4 separate regions of the Mus musculus genome follow, and regions 1, 2 and 3 are each linked to region 4. A link is a contact called in public HiChIP or PLAC-seq data. All regions are on one chromosome and are shown on one strand. The core of a region is the stretch at or near the end of the contact, and the rest is flanking DNA. Distances in the headings are between cores, read along the strand shown. Region 1 has its middle 46 kb from the start of Mir6387. Region 2 has its middle 41 kb from the start of Gm40287. Region 3 has its middle 70 kb from the start of Mir6387. Region 4 has its middle 79 kb from the start of Lpin1.

Region 1 (4,654 bases), core at 756-3,255, 750 kb after region 4:
TCACTTCAGGTACACAGCCACGGATGAAGAGAGTCCCAGACTCTTCATGTCATCTTGCTGAGTTAAGTTGATACTGAGTGAATGGCAGTCGATTACAGGGCTTACCATGGGACTATCCACATAGATGTTAACACATTTACAGTCACTCAGACAGACAGCACAAAACAAATGTGAAGTAAGGGAGATCAGGCTTCTAATTCCACCTCTGTTACTAACTTGCTGGGTGGTAGTTGAATAATTACATAATTCTATAGAGGAGGTTGTATTATTTTAATTTACAGATAACAATTCTGAGGTATGGTACTGCTAGTCTTTGCTCTGGACACCACATTATTATTGTCTTGGGCAAAAAATGTTCACATTTATTTCTGCTAGTCTCCAAATCGAGAACCCCCAAGTTTAGGTTTGAAGAGAAGGCCATCCATGTGGTTGCATCTTACTTCATGTTATTGTGACTTAGATGTGTAATGTCCCCCATAGGATCATACATTCCAGCACTTTGTCTCCCTGTGACTGGTGATGTTATGAAAATTGTAGAACCATTTAGACACAAGGGTTATGGTTGTAGGGGTGGGGCTAGGTGGTTATAGCCTGGACTTGGGTTCAGTCTAAGATCTCTGCTTTCTTATCCACCAAGATATGAGAAAGGTTCACACCCCCTGCTTCCATAGACAGGAGGAAAACTCACCTCTCATGCCTTGCCAGCATGGTAGATTCTGCTCCCTGAACCATGAGCCAGAGATTCCATCATGTGAGTCACAATTAAATTATGGAGAGATGCTGAAGAACTCTTTTAATTAGGTAGTCTGAATATGAAGTACTTCTCAAGAGTTAACTACTAAATGGGGGGTTTACAAGATAAGAGGTAACTAGGGGAAGAACCTAGGGATGCTAACTCTAGGATTTGCATGGCAATGGCTGTGACTGTAGCCTTTCAAGTGAGAGAGTACAACATCATCTATTGATGGACGAACACTCATGGAAAAGGGTGAGGGAGATACCAACCAGACTGCAAATGCCCATGTGGGCTTTATAGACAAACTAAAGTGATGGAATGTTGGGAAGTGACTATCCCCTTACTGTGAATAACATGAATTTTATATATCAATTTTCCAGAGACTGAGTAAGAAAAGATTTATAGGAATCAGGAGAAAACAGAAAACTATTTAAGGAATGAAACAGAAAAATGATTAGGGATAATAAGCTTGGCTGAGGTCATTAAAGACTGAAGATTAGGAAGCTTCCAGTTGTATTTCAAATATGCTCATGTGAGGAACAACATCCTTCTAACAATATCAGTGGAGAAATTTTAAATGTTGGAGATAGTAGCTAAAAGATGGCCTGAAGGAGCCGAGGCATGGAAGAGGAGACAGAGTAAGGGCAGAAGGAGGAAAAAGAATGAGTAACAGTGTCAGAAGACACTGAATGATCCAATCCAGTCAATATGGGGGAAGGGAGGAGAGGTTTGATGAAGGGGTGGACATGAGGATGGAGGGATATTTCCTACTGAGTGACTGAGTACTATAGAAGGGCAGTCAATGTGCAAACTATGAGAAAGGTATTGACCAAGAGGAAGCAGATAGACTGCTGGACATCTCACTCTATACAGTGTAAGACTTGGGATCTATTATTAGACCCCACACTGGAAAAGAAAAAAGAGATAGAAGAAAATCCAGGGATGATAGTACACACCTGTAATCATAGCACTGGAAAGAAGGACACTGGTGGAAGGAACCCTGGGCTCACGAGATCTCAGTTTAGCCTTCTTAGAGAACACCAGTCTAGTAAGAGACCCTGTCTCATAAGAAGGAAGAAGACAATTGGTAGATAATGACATTGCTTTAACTTCCATATGAAAACACATACAGAAAGACAGACAGACAGACAGACAGACAGACACACCATACCACACACACACACACACACACACACACACACACACTACACAGAAGCAGATCAGTGTATTATGCTGTATGCAGATCAGAAGGACCTCAGATGGTGTCACCTGGGAAATCCCCAGATAGCTGTTGTGACTAGATGAATGGATGGATGGATGGATGGATGTTCTTCTTACAGGGAAGCCCTCTTCTCCAAAGGTCACTGATCAGTTCCTCCCAGGAACCCTTTTTTCTTCAGCTGAAGTCCTCAACCTCCCTCCACTGCCCTCCTTTGTGAGCAGCCCCTATTGTGTGAAGTAAAAGTTCAGGGCTGGGGGTTGGAACAAAGCTTACTGAGGAAATGTTTGCTCTCAAGTGTTGGTGAAATGAGGGCATCACACACTTCCTGGATCTTTTTAGTTTTAAGAACATATCAGTGAACCCCCAGCATCCTAATGAGTTATGGGCTCTTGTGGTTATGTGGAAAGTGTGAAATGAAAGAATCTGCGTTTGAGTGATTTATGACCAGAGAATATCCAGAGACGGTTTCAAATCCCCCTAGGGGCATGTACAGCTCAGACATCATCTCCTGGGTGAGGCCCACCCTTTGCAAACTTGATTGTAAGGTTTCCCCAGTTATAAAAAGTATCCTCCATGCTGGCAGGATCTCACCCAACATGTATTTTATCAAGTACTCTTGATTATTATATTCTAATTTGTTTTCCTGGAGGGAGGTTTGAGAAACAATACTAAGAAGCCAAACAGGAGGAGTCCATCGGGAAAGAACTCCAGTAGTGTCCCCCAGGGACTCATGGCTCATTCCTACAGGAGATTCCATCTTTGAAATGTCTCTGCAAAACTCCCTCCCACCCTACTTGAAATTTCACAGCTGTGAGACAGAGGGACTTTGAAGGGCGGAAAGACAAGAGGAATATTTTTTCTTCCTTCATGGTCCTATTTAACAGTTAGTTCCCAAGTGGTATTAATAAACATTTGAACATCAAAAAGTTAACTTGACATTTCTATATCCTCCCCATTGTCTCTCCATTTTTGCCTTACAAAATGCCTCAGCCTTTATGATTTCTATGTTGTGCTCAGCATTCAAATAGCTTTCTAGAAAACACATGTAAGTTTGTTTATATGTCTAAGAGGGCTATAGAAATATTGGGGTGTTTCAGGTTTTTGTTTTTTGTTTTTTTGTTTGTTTGGTTTTGTCTCTTTCTTTCTTTCTTTCTTTCTTTCTTTCTTTCTTTCTTTCTTTTTTTTTTTTTTGAAAAAGTTTGTAAGCGCGACAGTACCAAAAAAAAAAAAAAAAAAAAAAAAGAATTTAAGTTCTAAAGTCCTTATGTGGGGCATAGGAATTAGCCACGCTGTGGGCACTAGCTTAATCTTGCTTATTTGCATCCCATGTTTGTGTTCTTGAAAGCCAACTATTCTGCCTCAGTTTTCTGATACAGAAAATGATCTTCTCTAGTCATGCTTTTATTCAGAGACTTTTGAGGCTCAAATTAAATGGTACATTGCACATTAGTGTTCTAATTATTATTGATTTCATAATGGTATGTTAGGATATTGTTGTTGTATTCATTGTCATTGTCATCATGACCAAACTGTCCAAGAAAACAACACACACAAAAAAAGAAATTGTCTCTGCTGCTCTGCAGTTTCTGAGATAACAGCCCACTGTGACTAAGAAGCTTGGTGAATATTGCTCTTCTCCCTATGGGAACCAAACACAAGGACAAGCAGAGGAAGAGGACAGAACAAGATAGCTCTATGAAGTGACGTGCCTTCTTTATCTAGGTCCCGCCTCCTACCTTTTACAACTACTCGATAATTCCAACAAATACTGAACCCATCAAGAGATCAGCCCACTCATTAGGCCCCTGAGAGTTCATATGCTTTGGAAAATCCACTAAAGGCAGAAATACCCTAGGCATTTCTTAATCCAGTCAAACTGAAAATGAAGAGTAGCCATCACAGATAAAATATCCACTGTAACAATAATGAAAAGGGTGTGGGGCATGTTGTTGGAAGCTATAGTGGTGAAAGAGTAACAGCAGGTAAGTAACAAGATTTTTTTTTTTAATTTTCTAGGAAGTCACTGATTTAAGGCTGGAAAATCTACAGACACAGAGTAGCGTAAAAAGGGAGCCATGGGAGACCTTGTGAGTACCCAGAAACTTGATGGTCCCTTGTCTCAAAGTCAATGACCCCATGGGAGAGGGGCTTAATCCAGGATTCTGATTCTGTCTATTAGCATGCTGCCATCTCTGCTGGAGAGGCCTTGTGAATGGCATGCTATGCAAACTTGGATCACAGGTGACCTTGACTCAGTGTGATGACGGCACTTGGAACAAGGGATAAAGGACAATAGAATCTTGAGCAACAGTATTCCACATCCTCCTGGACTTACAGTTAAGCAGAGACACGTTGGAGATAATCAGGCCCAACCATAAAATCACAGCCATCATGTTGGTAAAATTGACATAGATGGAACAATGTTTTCATGATCCCCTGAATGATGCCAATTTTAAAGTTCTCACTCACACTTGCCCTATCATCTGGCAATTTAATGCTGGAAAGAACAGCAAAGAAACAGCAGGGTTTGTACCCAGAGGAGCTTGTGACTGAATTCTTCTACCTCATTTGCTCTGTCTGTAGGAGTTTCTTTCCCTCTCTGGACATTTGCTTCCTTGTGGACTGGAACAGGCTGGGTAATCCTTGATTTATAAGATTGGCCAAGGGACTGCATTGGGAATCAAATTTCATGTCTA
Region 2 (4,316 bases), core at 362-2,861, 940 kb after region 4:
TCCTAGTTCAAAAAATGGGGTTGGGAAGATGGGCTGAGGATGAAGCATGCACAAGTCCTTGGGTTTGTCAACCTTCACATGTGAAAAGCTCTGGTTGGATCCCCTACATTGTAAAACAACAACAAAAGAAAGAGAAGGAAGGGAAAATTTACCCAGGTTGAAATCCTTTTAGAGAACTCTGAAATGGGTCTGGAGGAATGGCTCAGTGGTTAGGAACACATCCTTTCAAAAACCTGAGAGTTTCTTTTCCAGAAGCCAGACAAGTGGCTCACAGCAACTCTACCTTCAGCTCCAGGGTACCTGAAATGTTCTTCTGTCCTCTGTGGGCAGCTAGCTACACATATATGTCAGATACTTACATAGACAAAGACATAGATTTAAATAAAAATAAGACAAATAAATATTTTTAAATCATTTAAAAGCCCCCTTTCAACACGCTCCTCTAGGCAGTACTAATTGAATTTAGTGATTATGTATGACAAGATGAAGTTTAACGGTTTCTATTTTTGCAGAAATGGAAGCTAGAGGAAGAAAGAGAGCCTAGATATGGCCATAATTAATTGCTTATGTCTATGAAATTCTCTGAAATAAAATATTTTAAATCCTTAAGATTTTATTAATACATTTAATACTTGCTACAACTTCAGAGCCAAGCTATAGGGACGCTGTTTTTGGATATTGTTAGAATTTGAGCTCTAATTTTAGGAAGTCACCACTAGCCTGCTGTGAAAGCAAACAAACCTGCAGTAGGATTCCAAGCTGTTTTCCTGCTATGATGAATCTGATGAAATGGAGCTTCAAGGAAAATGTACATTTTACATTTCCCCACTCTTGATAAAAGGTCACCGTGACCTCTATTTTTCTTCTTAGAGACTGATAAAGTGGCATAACAACTTTCCAGAACAGGTAAAACCACAGTGATCAGCAGAGAGTCTCTCAGGACATGGCAATCAGGTGCCCCTTAGGCACTGTGGCAATTCTGCATCCATAAATCTCCACAGCACCTGCTCTGTAGTAGACTTTTCAGTAAACGCTGTGTTATAGGGTCATAAAACCACAGTATAAAGTTTGGAGCGATTAAGAAGAAAAAGCTTTCCCAGCGATGCCTACCACACTCCACTTAGCAACAGACGTTTGTCCTGGAGAGAAGCATGAATGTCCCCTTCAGTCCCCTCCCTCCTCATGGGGTCTGATGCAGCTGCAGATGCCTCTGGCTGCTCCCTGCCCCTTCTTACACTGCTGCATTGCTCTGAACTAGGCCTTTGTTCTTGCAAGGGAATCAAAGGGAACTTGGAATTGAACTTGCGGATGCTTGCTGGCAGGAGGGAGAAAGAGGAGAGCCTGGGATTTTGGATAGTTTATGTGACCCTTATTTCCTACCCACCCTCCACACTCAACTCAATTAATCTCAAGTTGAAACAGATTTATTTATATTTTCCAGAACATTCTAGCGATGTTGTCTTCATTTGGGCCAGTTTCTAAGTGTTTTCTTTCCTTTTGTTTGAAAAGAAACATGAGACTGGTCCCTATTAAAAAGGAAGAAAGCATCATGGATATCCAGCTTCCCTCCAGCTACCCTGAATCTGAGCAGACTGCATGACTCATCTTTCCTAGAAACACAACAATGAGGTCATCCTGTCTGCTTCCTTCCCACTCTGAGTACAGTTGAATTGGGTTCCTCTGTTCTCAGAGGGTTTTTTTTTTTTTTTGAAAAGCCCTCTGCTTGTTAAAATGCCTGAGTTTTGTTATATAATTGGAGTGCAGCAAGAAAGAACACTAGCAGTGATTGGCATTTTTTTTTTCACTCATCTCAATTCTCATCTACAAAACTAAAATTGTGTAAGTGGTAGGAAAAAAAGTTATATCTCAATATTGTTTTGTTATTTTTCTCTTGTCCTGGAAGCTCACCACTTTCACAGACAGTTACATGTACATTGAACAACTCCCCTAGACTAGGTTCATTTGCAGAAAACTAAAATCTGATGCTTGTTGCCAGCCACAATTTTGCCCTCTACCATGCCCGTCTCTTTTTCGATCATTATCATGTGACGGACCATCCTCCGCTCTATGTCTGGGTCTGTCAGATATGGTTCTTGACACTTTAAATGCTTAGTTGTGCTGATTGATTAATAAGTTAGGCTGAACTCCAAATAAATTTAAATATCTGGCTACATATTCCTGTAAGTAGATATTCACTAAGCTGACAAGTTGCCATCATAGAGTAAAGAAAATACCTGGACAAATACACTGTCTGGAACCCATCAGATAGTCTGGTATCGTTATTATACAACCAGAATCTAGGCTATGCTTATTTTTTTTTAAGTAATTATAGTTTTCAAAATTTCTGACTCTGTTGCTGAAAATGTTGCTAAGGTCAAGACACTAATTCATGCATAATTAAATTATGCAATCATCATGTCCCCACTTGGCATTGATTGTCTGCAAATAGAATAGTCTAGGAGAAGAGAAAGGACTACCTGGAAGTAGAAGAGACAGGGAAGCAGAGGAGAGTACTGGTCTACTTAGGGAATACACTCAAAGTATAGTATGTCCTTGTATTAAAAAATAGCACACTGTATCTGTATTAAACCTGTAAAAAGTTGAAGGAGAATATTATAAAAAATTGTATTTTTGTCTATTTTACAATTTGTATATATCTAAGATATTAATGTTCAAAGATTAGCTTATAAGACCTCTCAACTTCCTTTGAAATAGAATAAAATGCATTTCCTACTGCATCAAAAATAAATTTAAGAAACAAACAGATGAAAGGAAAATACAGAGAGATAGCATAAGATACCATAGGAGTTCTAGGTGTTTTATATGGAATAGACATTATAGTTTTCCATTTGGGTTGAAGGTACTATAGGTACTTTCCAGACAGACATTAAAAGCACAACATCCCAGAATTTACAGCTAAAATAAGACTCTAGATGTGTAAAGAATCTTGTTCTCACAGCTAGCAATGCTTGAATTGTAAGTAGGTCTTGTCTGTCATTAGCTGGACCCTGGTCTGAGCAGGTTCACAATGCAGAATGATTTCTTGGATTGAAGTGAAGAGAACAAAGCTAACTGGAGATTAATTGGAATAGCCTGGAGAAATTTAAATAAATATGACAAACTACACGGGGAGTTCTGTGGTGTAAAGCACATGTATATTTAAAAAGGTTGACATGTACAGGGCCAAATAATCTTATTATTAAAAGATAGCTTGGGAAACCCAGATACTTTCTTAAATTTCCAATAAAGTGACATATCTCTGTTGTGCCCCAATCCCTGCAACCTATGTATGGACTATCACTTTATACTAAATTTTCATGCCATTCCTTAACTAGTCTTTTTGGTCCTGTTTCTTCCTTCTTAAAATAGATTTCTTTATTTACATGTGTGTGCATATGCAAGGCCAGCAGGTGTTAAATCCTCTGGAACTGGAGTTATAGGTAGTTTCAAACTACCTGATGCGGTCAGTAGTGAGGCTAAACCTTAGTTTCTGGCAAAAGCAATCACTGCTCTTAACCACTGAGCCACCCCCTAGCCCCTATTTCTGCCTTTGAGGTTTTTCCTTCTAGATTTTTCTGTGCAGATTCTAATGTATGGACACCAATTGTCAAGTCATATTTGGGAGAATTGTCCATTTGCCCTCTAGCAGTAAGACCTATATGAAAAGTCCTCTGGACACATTTGGGGCACATTCTGTTTTGACTTCCAACCTTGTTATCTTCCACAGGAAGGAAAAGTAGCCATGTCTTCCCGATTCTAAATTAATTACCATCACACCTCCGAGACATTCCCCAAGCTACTTCCACAATACTTGCTCAGCATCGATTCGCTATTAGCTTATCACTTGTCAAAATGGTCTTCACATATCTTGGGGCAAAGGTTCATTCAAAGATGTCACCAATTCAAATTCAATGCTGAGCTCAGAAAAATTGACTTTGACCCGTGCTAAGATTGGACTGCTGAAATTTTCAATGGCCATTATGTGAGTTGAAAATTCTTTCTTGCGTCCTCAGAGAACAGCTGCTTATTTTCAACCTGCTCCAGGGGAGCAGCATCCTTAGGACCAGTTGCTCTGACTTCTGGCTTTAGTGGATCAAAAATCTTGAGACTGAAGAAGATTGGTGCTGGACTGACACTTCCCCATTATTCTTTGCAGTAATGGCTGGGAACTCACCCTATCTCCTCCTGCGTTCATATAACTTGCCGTTCTAGATAACTCCAACACTCCAGCCTTTCACGGGGCCACTTCTTCCAGGCCTAGTAAATGCCTCTAGTTAATGCCAGGTCACAGAGTTATGATAGACACGGAAGGTGAT
Region 3 (4,210 bases), core at 743-3,242, 780 kb after region 4:
CTAGAAGCCCTGCTGCCATGAAGCTGAGTGCACTGGGGGACTTGTAAAAGAAGAACGGAGCATCAGAGTAGGCACGAGAAAGACATTGGTAAAGCCAAGACAGAACAACAGCTGAGATAGAACAACAGACATTTAAATCTCAAAGTGATCTGCAGGAAGACTGGTCCATTAGTGCTTGGAAATCTCTACCACAAGGAAATTGAATTTAAACATGATAGAGAGGAAGTCACATTTATCTTCTATGCAGAAAGAAAAATAAGAACTTGTCAATGATTATTTGGACAAAATTACAAAAACTCTGGGTCATGTTCTAAGATTGGACTTACAGTGGGCTTAAGAGCAAGCAGGCAAAGTCTTAACTTCATGTTGAGAAGAACATTCTGGTCCTACAAAGGTACTGATCTTAGAGTGAATTGGAGTTGGTTTCCTTTTTCCAATTTACGGTGGAATGCAGTTGAATTATGATTTCACGAAGTATCCCATTTTGGCTTGGAACTCACTATGTAGACAAGACTGTCTTCACATTTATGATCACCCTGCCTCATGTTCCTGAGTGTTATTAGGACTGCAGGCATATGAGGCCATGCCTAGAGGAGTTGGAGTTATCTGTCAATAGAGATGAAATACATTTCAATTATGAATTATCATCTATCAGAATAATAGCATTTGGCATGGAAAGGATGGAAACCATGATTGCAAAGGAAAATATCCAATTGCTGTAGTTATTGGACTCATTTTACAAATGGGCCTTTCTGGTTTTGTTTTGTTGTTGTTGTTGTTGTTTTTTCACAAAGCAAAAGACTTTGTCATTCCTGAAAACATAAATCATTGTTATTTCCAGTTTACCAAGGCTTCAAAGACAGTGAGGAAGGATTCGGATCTATGTGAGGAAAGTGTTCAATTTTCTTATATGAATTTGTACATTCAACTCTCCTCAAGAATGTTCCTTGGAAAAACTCTAAATGAGAGGAGTTCAGACCACACTTTCTTAGCACCTGCTGTCCTAGGGCACTTATTGAACATTTAACAGAAAAAAAGGGTTTCTATGTGGTTTTATATACCGTAGAAGGTCTTAATATTCTTTGTAATGAATGGCATGCCACAGTGCACGTGTATGTGTTAGAGGACAACTTAGAGAAGCCAATCCTTTACTTTTACAACGTGGTCCCAGGTCTCAAACTCAAGTATGACTGAGGCACCTTTACCCACTGAGTTATCTGACCTGCCACTGTATTCTTTATAATTTATGGTTAATATAGGACAAACTCCCTGGTACATATCTTACTGAAGCTTTCAAAAATGGTTGTCTGAGGTTGATTGTATTGCAGAAGACCCTGAAGTACAAGGCAAAACAAAGAACTCTGTCTATCAGCTGTCCTAAAGCCATATGATCTGTCTATCTACAGCTGTGGAACTGAAATTCTAAGGCAGCGCTATACGTGTCTCTTTCACCCCAAGGCCTATGTTACCACTTAGTCTATTTTTGTCACTATATATTAAGCATTTACTGAATAAATGAGAAAAAACAAAATGCTTGCCTCATTGGGTCCTTGATGAAATATTATTCTGTGAGATTATTGTGCATTCAGAAGACCACAGACTTCAGAATGCAAGTGACTTTCCTGTTTTGCTCCTGCTGTGTGATCTTGGCTATGTCCTTCTACCCATGGACTTCAGTCTTTTCATCCATATAACAAGAAATAGGCATTTTAGACTTGCCAAGAGGGTGAGCTGAGAAAATATGTGTTATTTGTCTAGCCAAGGGAGAGTACCTCCTCAGTGGGAAGATGCTGATGGAGGCAATGGCATAGGATCCGAAACTCACTGCGGGTCCTTGGGGAGATGAATACTTTTCTAGTCTTTAGACAGCCCTTCCACACTCAAAAAAAGGGCCAAAGCCTCTCAAAGAGGAAATGGCTCAGCTAGGAACTCTTCTCCAGCGGGTCACATTGCAGAAACAGTGTTTTGGCAAGCCAAACAAAGACACTATTATTCCCAAGCAAAGACAATGCCAAGAAGGTGCTGGGTGGTCCAGAATACAGGAGACAGATAATGTAATGGCTCCATTCATCAAAAAGGCGAGAGTGCACACCAGCTGCTTGCCAGCTGGAAAATGAAGCTCTTCTCCCTTCTGAGGGTAATTTACTTCTGCTGGGGAGACTCTGAAATATTCTTCACCTTTAAGGGACCAACCAAATTCCAACAGGATCATGTAACATTGTGAGGACCCAGCTAAGGAGAACAAATAAACCAAGGGGCTGAAGACAGTACAGTACAGCCAACTGTCCTCTTCCTTAAGTTTGAGCTATCTTTTACCTTGTGGATATCGAGTAGTTTGCAATTTGTTATATTTCTCTTCTTGTTCGGCCACCAGGAAGCTAACTGCCAAGCTTTAGCTAATCCTCAAGTCTCACTAGTACAAGAAACTATAGAGTACATTTCTGTATTAACTGTTTCTACAGCCTTTGGGAGTTTTCCTCTCCAAATTTTAAAATAGCAAATGATCCACAGTTATTAACCTCTTTTCCCTTTTCATAAAATGGGCATATCATTTTGATAATTATCCTGTGGTTAAGAACCTACAGGTTCTCCCCTCATTTAATTAATTAGTAAAAACAATGTAGCTCTTGGGTCAGAAAGGTGGATCGGTGGGGAAAGGTGGCTGCCATCAAGCTTGATGACATGGGTTTGATAAAAAGCTGACTTGCAAATTGTGTTCTGACCTTCAGAATTTCACTGTGGAACACAAGCACCTCTGCCATAAATACATATACAGATAATTTAATAAATGTATCAATTGTTTTAAAATAATGTAGTAGTGTATCTTTTCTGGGCATTAAACAATTGTTTTGTTTTGTTTTTTTACACTCAACTAATTGCATGCTTTTAAAATTAAAAAAAAATGGCAGCCACTTTGTAGATAAACTGTCTCATTAAATATTCAAGATAATCCCTTAATAAACTATTTTATTTTAGGTACTTAAATGACGTTATTGAGATCTAATACACTTAAATGATTTATCTTGTTCCTATAGGTTGAAATTGAGGGGTGTAGGCTTTGAGCCAGAATTCATCTGAAAGTAGACGCTGAATCTTGAACCATGACATTACCAATTTCTTACATTTTTTTAAATTAAAAATTTTTAACTTTTATTATATATGAGTACTGTGTTTATATCATTCTCACCAACTTTTCTTTCACCAAATCCTCCTGTGTCTACCTCCACTCCCTCTCAAATATATGGCCTCTTCTTTTATATATATAAAATGTATGGAGTTCATTTAGTGTTGCTTATATTTACATCTGTTTAGGGTTGAGCTGATGGGATTAGATAACCCATTAGGCATCTCATTGACGGAGCAAACCAATTCTCTGTTTCACCCCAGCCATTAGTTATGCCCTCTTCCTTACTCTTTGTTATTTGTAAGGCTGTGGGAAGCAGTTGATGTGAATTTGTTGATCCTAAAAGTGTGCTCTAACTCACACAGTGAAACCCACAAGCCAAGGTCAGGAATTGGGTGTTGCAGTCCCCAGAGTAAAGTAGAAAATTTCAGCGGAACATGGAGAAGCCATGTATTGGAAACAGCTACAACATTTTGGCACAGCTTTCATGCAGAGAGGAAATTATGCATGAAGGAAGCACGGGGGTCATGAGGCAAGATTCCATTCTTGGAAAGAGAGGAAGGTTGAACAGGACCTAAGGGGTGGGTTAGTGTGGTGCAGGGATCCATGCGAGAGCTGTTGACAGAATCTGCAGATATAGATGGTCCAGTTATATGAATGCTATGTACAACATTTTTTTCCAGCAGCAAATTTACTTCTACTTAAAAAATTTTCATGATCTAAAGAATTTACCACCCTCAAGAAGGAAACAATCATCATATTTGGGAGAAATTCAATCTATCAAGGGAGCGTCTGCTCAAGTTATGTTTTTCGTGAAATGATACATCTCACTCTTACACTGCTACAATGTAGCCAGTTACATACATGTCAATGCAGAAGCCATGAAGTCTATCTCCAGGGAGATCTCTTTTCATCAATACATGGGCATGATTTCTTCTTGGAAGACATTTGGACCTGTGTAGCTCCCTCAGAGGGCTTGGCACCCACTTGTGAAATTACTCAGTCTTTTATCATTTTTAGTTTTGCACATGATCCTTTTGAATCTCAAAATAACTCTGATGACAATCACAGAAATCAAGTTACTTC
Region 4 (4,288 bases), core at 1,617-4,116:
TTTTTCCGGAGAAACCCTCAGCCACTTTCCAACATGCATGCCTCCCGCTATCTTCATATCTTCCCTTACCCTTTCTAGAACCCACTGAGTCCAGCTAGTGCTGCCTGCTGGAACACTGACTGCTCTTGTTGGCCTGATCTTGAACAGGTCTCGTACAGGTAACCGTAGATGAAGAGAGTTCATAGGTACAATAGCTACATCATGTCCAGAACACAGCATTTCACTGCACGCCGACTCTTCCATCAGTTCTTATATTCTTCCTATCGTCTCTTCTGTAGTGTTGCAGAACTTTGTCTTGGGTGGGGTATGGTGTGGATATAGGTGTCCCATTAATAGCGGAGTGACTTCATTAGTTCCAACTCTGCACTAACTGTGTCTACTATAGAAGAAGCGTCTCTGGACAAGGTCGAGGGCAACACTGACCCATCCATCTTAAGGGCACACACACAAATATTATGAGGAAGTTTGATGACACGTACATTCTGTAACACAGCAGTGGTGGGTTCCCCCTTAGGACCTGTGACCTTCCAAGCCATGGGGCTTTGGGCCAGGTTTATAGAGGCAGGCATGAATTCCTTCCTCTGTACCTGGCTCAGCTCTAATCAGAAAGTGGTTGGTTACCCCCATAACTTTCATGCCACTATTGTGCCAGTGGGTATGGCTTGCCTGGCAGGTTGGTCTTGCAGCCTTCAGGGTTCACTTCTGAGTGGTAGATCAATGGCTTTTCCCTCTCAGTTTGTATGTCATTGTTTTGTTTGCTCATTTGTTTGTTTTTGTCTGTTTTCAAGTTACCTGTGGCCAGATGATTTTATTCATTTTTGTTTCTGCTGGAACTCCCTTGCCTAGGACAGAAGACCTGATACCCAGCAGCCACACACACCCTGATCCTTTTTTTTTACTGGATCAGAAATTGAAGAATACAGGTGCAAACACCTCTACCATAGCTGGGATTTTGCTCTGTAGAAGGGAGTTCCTGTATGTGTCTGGGTTGTGTTTTCTATTGGAAATCATGCATCGGGAGTCTCCTGTTTCTCTGTATCCACAGGATGAAGTGTCTTTGGGCTCATAACATGAGGTATTTCTGAGACAGCCAGGATAGAGCTGGCCCAGAGAGCAGGACAAGCAATTGCTAGGCTGAAACTTGGTCTAACAGGTGGCACAATAGGGTCTTGCCTTTATGCCTTTTCGGAGGTCTATTAAAATAAGTAGCACACTTACTGTCAACCTTAACTGCCTGGGGAACTGCCTTTTGGTCCAGATACGGGCAGTTCTGTCCCCTGTTCCCTGTGATGTGCCTAGGATAAGACAGGCAGTGTCTTGTGGTCTGCAGGGCACACAGTATGAGTGATTAGTGAGCAAATAACATATACACATGCAGCCTTCTTCTCTGCTATGTCCGTTTGAATACATGAAGGAACCCACAAATCCTAAAGCAGAGTTAATGTCATTCATCGGCATGACTACAAGTTGGAAAGAAGTCATTTAGAGTGCAAGAAGAGGGTCAGCCTATCTTCTTGGCCTCCTGCCCTCATGAAGCAGTGCAGGGGGCAGGCTCATTGCACTACAAGGCTGGAGAGAGCCCTGATGCTCACTGGCAAGCAGCATGTTCTTGGGCCACTGGTTTTCCCTCTTGGAGCTTCTCTCTTTCTCTGTCAGAAAAGGATGCAAATGTTTGCCCAGGAGCAGCTAAAGCCACAGGTGTGTTGTTGCTGACGCTTGGCAATGTTTGGTGTCTTCTTCCCTTCCTGGAGGGGCCATTGCAATGGAAGTCTTGGAGTCTTAGGACAGAGGTGAAAATCTCAGGTCAGTAGTTATTTCCATTGTAGTTTGACAACCTGAAATTACTCAGGAAGAGGGATTAATGAGAAAACTTATTGAGATCAATTACTGGGGTACTTGGACTGTGGTCATATCTTTGGGAATTGTCTTGATTGCTAATTGAGGTGGGCAGGTGTCTTAGACACTGTCCTATTGCTGTGAAAAGACACCATGACCAAGGCAGTGGCCGTGGTTTTGGCTGTGTGCAGAAGGACCAACATGATGGAAGGCACTGGGTGAAGGGAGGCGGGTGGGGAGGAGATTGGCTGGAGGGGTTGGTACAGCCAAACAGAGGCAAGGTAGGCTCAAATATCACAGGACTTTTGAGACAATGAGGGTCTTGCTCCCAGCCAGGAGACAATGAAGCAGCTGGAATAAAGTATTACACTCTCAATGCTCCTTCACAGCTTTAGTGGTGGTCTGTTACCTGTCACCTCAGACTGGTTCAAGGGTCTTTGAAGTGTGAAACCAGCTTAGCCAGCTTGATTTGTTCTTTCTCCTTTCTTTAACTTGTCTAGGATAGCCGAGTGCAGGGCAGGGGTCAGAAAGGAGTGAAATCAGCCCTGAACTTTGAAATGTTTGTCATGCTGTAGATGAAAAAGGCACAGGGGTGGCTATGCCCCGGGCATCCTGAGAGCCGCCTGCTGCTGCAGCTACTGTTCACATCTCTGCATTCACTTTTGCCTCTTTTGCTGGATTCTTACAGCTGTATGACAAAAGAACCAGTTACTCAAGCCACATTCAACCACTCACAAGGCAAGCGATGTTGCAGGAAGACTTTCAGCTACTGAATTTAGGATAAGGAGTGGTACTCTTAGCGGCAATCAGTGTGCACATTCTTGCTCTTGGCAGACTAACTATGGCCTTTGAACCCTGGATTCTCATTGTAGAATAATTGCTATGTGTCGGGAGACCACGCTCAGGGGAGGCAGAGCTGGCTCCCTACAGTGAGAAAGGCTCTGTTTCCCTTTGCATACATACCCACTTCTAAGAAACAGCCTTCTTCAAAAGGTATGAGTGGTTCTTTTGATTACCAGTAGATGGCGCCCAACACCCCCGTGGGAACTAAGGTCGTGGCTTCCTGTGTCTCTCCACTCCCCCGCCCCCGCGGCCTCGCCCCCATTCAGCCCCATCTTCTCCTTCTTGGGAGGGGCCTGTCCTTTCAGGTCCCAGGCAGAAAGTCACATAAAACAATTTGTGTCAGTCAGCAGATTCCTTGAAGATCGAACTGAATGATGAATGCAGGGTTGGAGGGCTCTTTTGACCTCTTTTTCTCTCTCTTTGTTTCCTGTGAATGCCTCATGGGCTGCCTACTGGCTTTGCACAGAGGACTCCTGGACTCCTTTGTGACTTTAGACCTTTCCCAAATGTTTCCCGACTGCTTCTCCTCCAGGTTCTTTCTAGCCAAGGAAAGACATTCAGAGAACACACCCTCAGCCATGCATACTCTCTACAAGCGCTCTCTCCCCCAGCTCCAAGCCCGAAGAACTCCTGGCCTTTCGGACAGAAACCTACTTTTTGTCTGTGGCCTCTACTGAGGATCTGTCTGCTCTGATTTTCAAGTAAAGAAAGCTTTGCCCAGCAGGGAAATGGGTCTTGACTTCAGACCCGATTTTCCCAAGGGCCAAGCAAGTCTCTTGGAAAGGCCAGTATCACCATGCCTTTTCTCTTTCTGACCACAGATGGACTGTCATAATATTTTTAACTTTGCTGGCTCTTTACTTCCCACTTTTGTTTTGCAGGTATCCTGTGCTGGTCCCAATGGGACACTCTGACCTATTGACTCAGTATTCAGTATCAGGACTGTAGTTGGTATTTAAAAAATAGGGCAGATGTTCCAAAAATGTGTTAGCCATGGCATAAGAAAGTATCTTTAAGACTTAGAGACAGATTAGCCAGTAAAGTGCTTGTCTTATAAGCACAAGGAACTATATTTTACCCCCAGAACTCATGGGAAAAGAAGCAGGGCTTGGTGGCTCTTGCTTCTAATACCAGCATTGGGGTGGCAGAAAAAGGTTCTGTCTCACTGGGGTTCATTGTCTAACTAGTCTAACCTACTTGGCAAGTTCCAGTGAACTACCCTGTCTCAAAACAAAACAAAACAAAACAAAACAAAACACAACAAAACCCCCAAACAACTAAACAACCAAAAAATCCCCAAAACAAACAAGGGGAGAGAGTATCTGAGAAATGATACCCGAGGTTGCACATGTAAATGCACATGCACACGCAATGCACACATGTGTGCCTGTGTACAAATAAACACACATCACAGCCATACATAAGAAAGTGACATTTCCTTCCACCCATCCCCCATCCTCTATGCCAGACAATAGGACTTCTCTTAGTATATACACAGAAACATGCAAAAATGGACTTTGTCCTCCAGGAGCCTCTGGCCAAAGGTGGAGTAGGGGGGTAAGAAAACAGACACAGAAATTCCCAGGTGAGACACACTGTAGATCTATGA

Evidence for each region. HiChIP or PLAC-seq counts read pairs in DNA pulled down with a chosen protein or histone mark.
Region 1: a contact with region 4 is called in an H3K27ac HiChIP or PLAC-seq map of regulatory T cells, with 10 times the contacts expected there. The contact joins two enhancer-like sites. A contact is called at or near these places in 4 of 484 Hi-C or Micro-C datasets (bone marrow-derived macrophages, cerebral cortex and nephron progenitors) and 3 of 115 datasets of contacts at active chromatin or transcription factors (pancreatic cancer cells, regulatory T cells and stem cell-derived neural progenitor cells).
Region 2: a contact with region 4 is called in an H3K27ac HiChIP or PLAC-seq map of stem cell-derived neural progenitor cells, with 17 times the contacts expected there. The contact joins two enhancer-like sites. A contact is called at or near these places in 2 of 484 Hi-C or Micro-C datasets (bone marrow-derived DN2 thymocytes and bone marrow-derived macrophages) and 4 of 115 datasets of contacts at active chromatin or transcription factors (neural progenitor cells, oligodendrocyte precursor cells, pancreatic cancer cells and 1 more).
Region 3: a contact with region 4 is called in an H3K27ac HiChIP or PLAC-seq map of stem cell-derived neural progenitor cells, with 8 times the contacts expected there. The contact joins two enhancer-like sites. A contact is called at or near these places in 3 of 484 Hi-C or Micro-C datasets (Th2 cells, cerebellum and stem cell-derived motor neurons) and 2 of 115 datasets of contacts at active chromatin or transcription factors (pancreatic cancer cells and stem cell-derived neural progenitor cells).

What each region holds. Positions count from the first base shown.
Region 1 is chr12:15,752,837-15,757,490 of GRCm38.p6, reverse strand. No RefSeq gene overlaps it. Among named protein-coding and RNA genes, the nearest start is that of Mir6387, 46 kb to the left of the region's middle. Within about 2 kb of position 2,005, at least 12 of the 459 cell types and tissues checked have an H3K27ac peak or open chromatin away from gene starts, as enhancers often do. A contact at or near this core is called in regulatory T cells, where this site is marked.
Region 2 is chr12:15,563,581-15,567,896 of GRCm38.p6, reverse strand. No RefSeq gene overlaps it. Among named protein-coding and RNA genes, the nearest start is that of Gm40287, 41 kb to the left of the region's middle. Within about 2 kb of position 1,611, at least 93 of the 459 cell types and tissues checked have an H3K27ac peak or open chromatin away from gene starts, as enhancers often do. A contact at or near this core is called in neural progenitor cells, oligodendrocyte precursor cells and stem cell-derived neural progenitor cells, where this site is marked.
Region 3 is chr12:15,729,278-15,733,487 of GRCm38.p6, reverse strand. No RefSeq gene overlaps it. Among named protein-coding and RNA genes, the nearest start is that of Mir6387, 70 kb to the left of the region's middle. Within about 2 kb of position 1,992, at least 36 of the 459 cell types and tissues checked have an H3K27ac peak or open chromatin away from gene starts, as enhancers often do. A contact at or near this core is called in stem cell-derived neural progenitor cells, where this site is marked.
Region 4 is chr12:16,508,144-16,512,431 of GRCm38.p6, reverse strand. No RefSeq gene overlaps it. Among named protein-coding and RNA genes, the nearest start is that of Lpin1, 79 kb to the left of the region's middle. Within about 2 kb of position 2,866, at least 69 of the 459 cell types and tissues checked have an H3K27ac peak or open chromatin away from gene starts, as enhancers often do. A contact at or near this core is called in neural progenitor cells, oligodendrocyte precursor cells, regulatory T cells and 1 more, where this site is marked.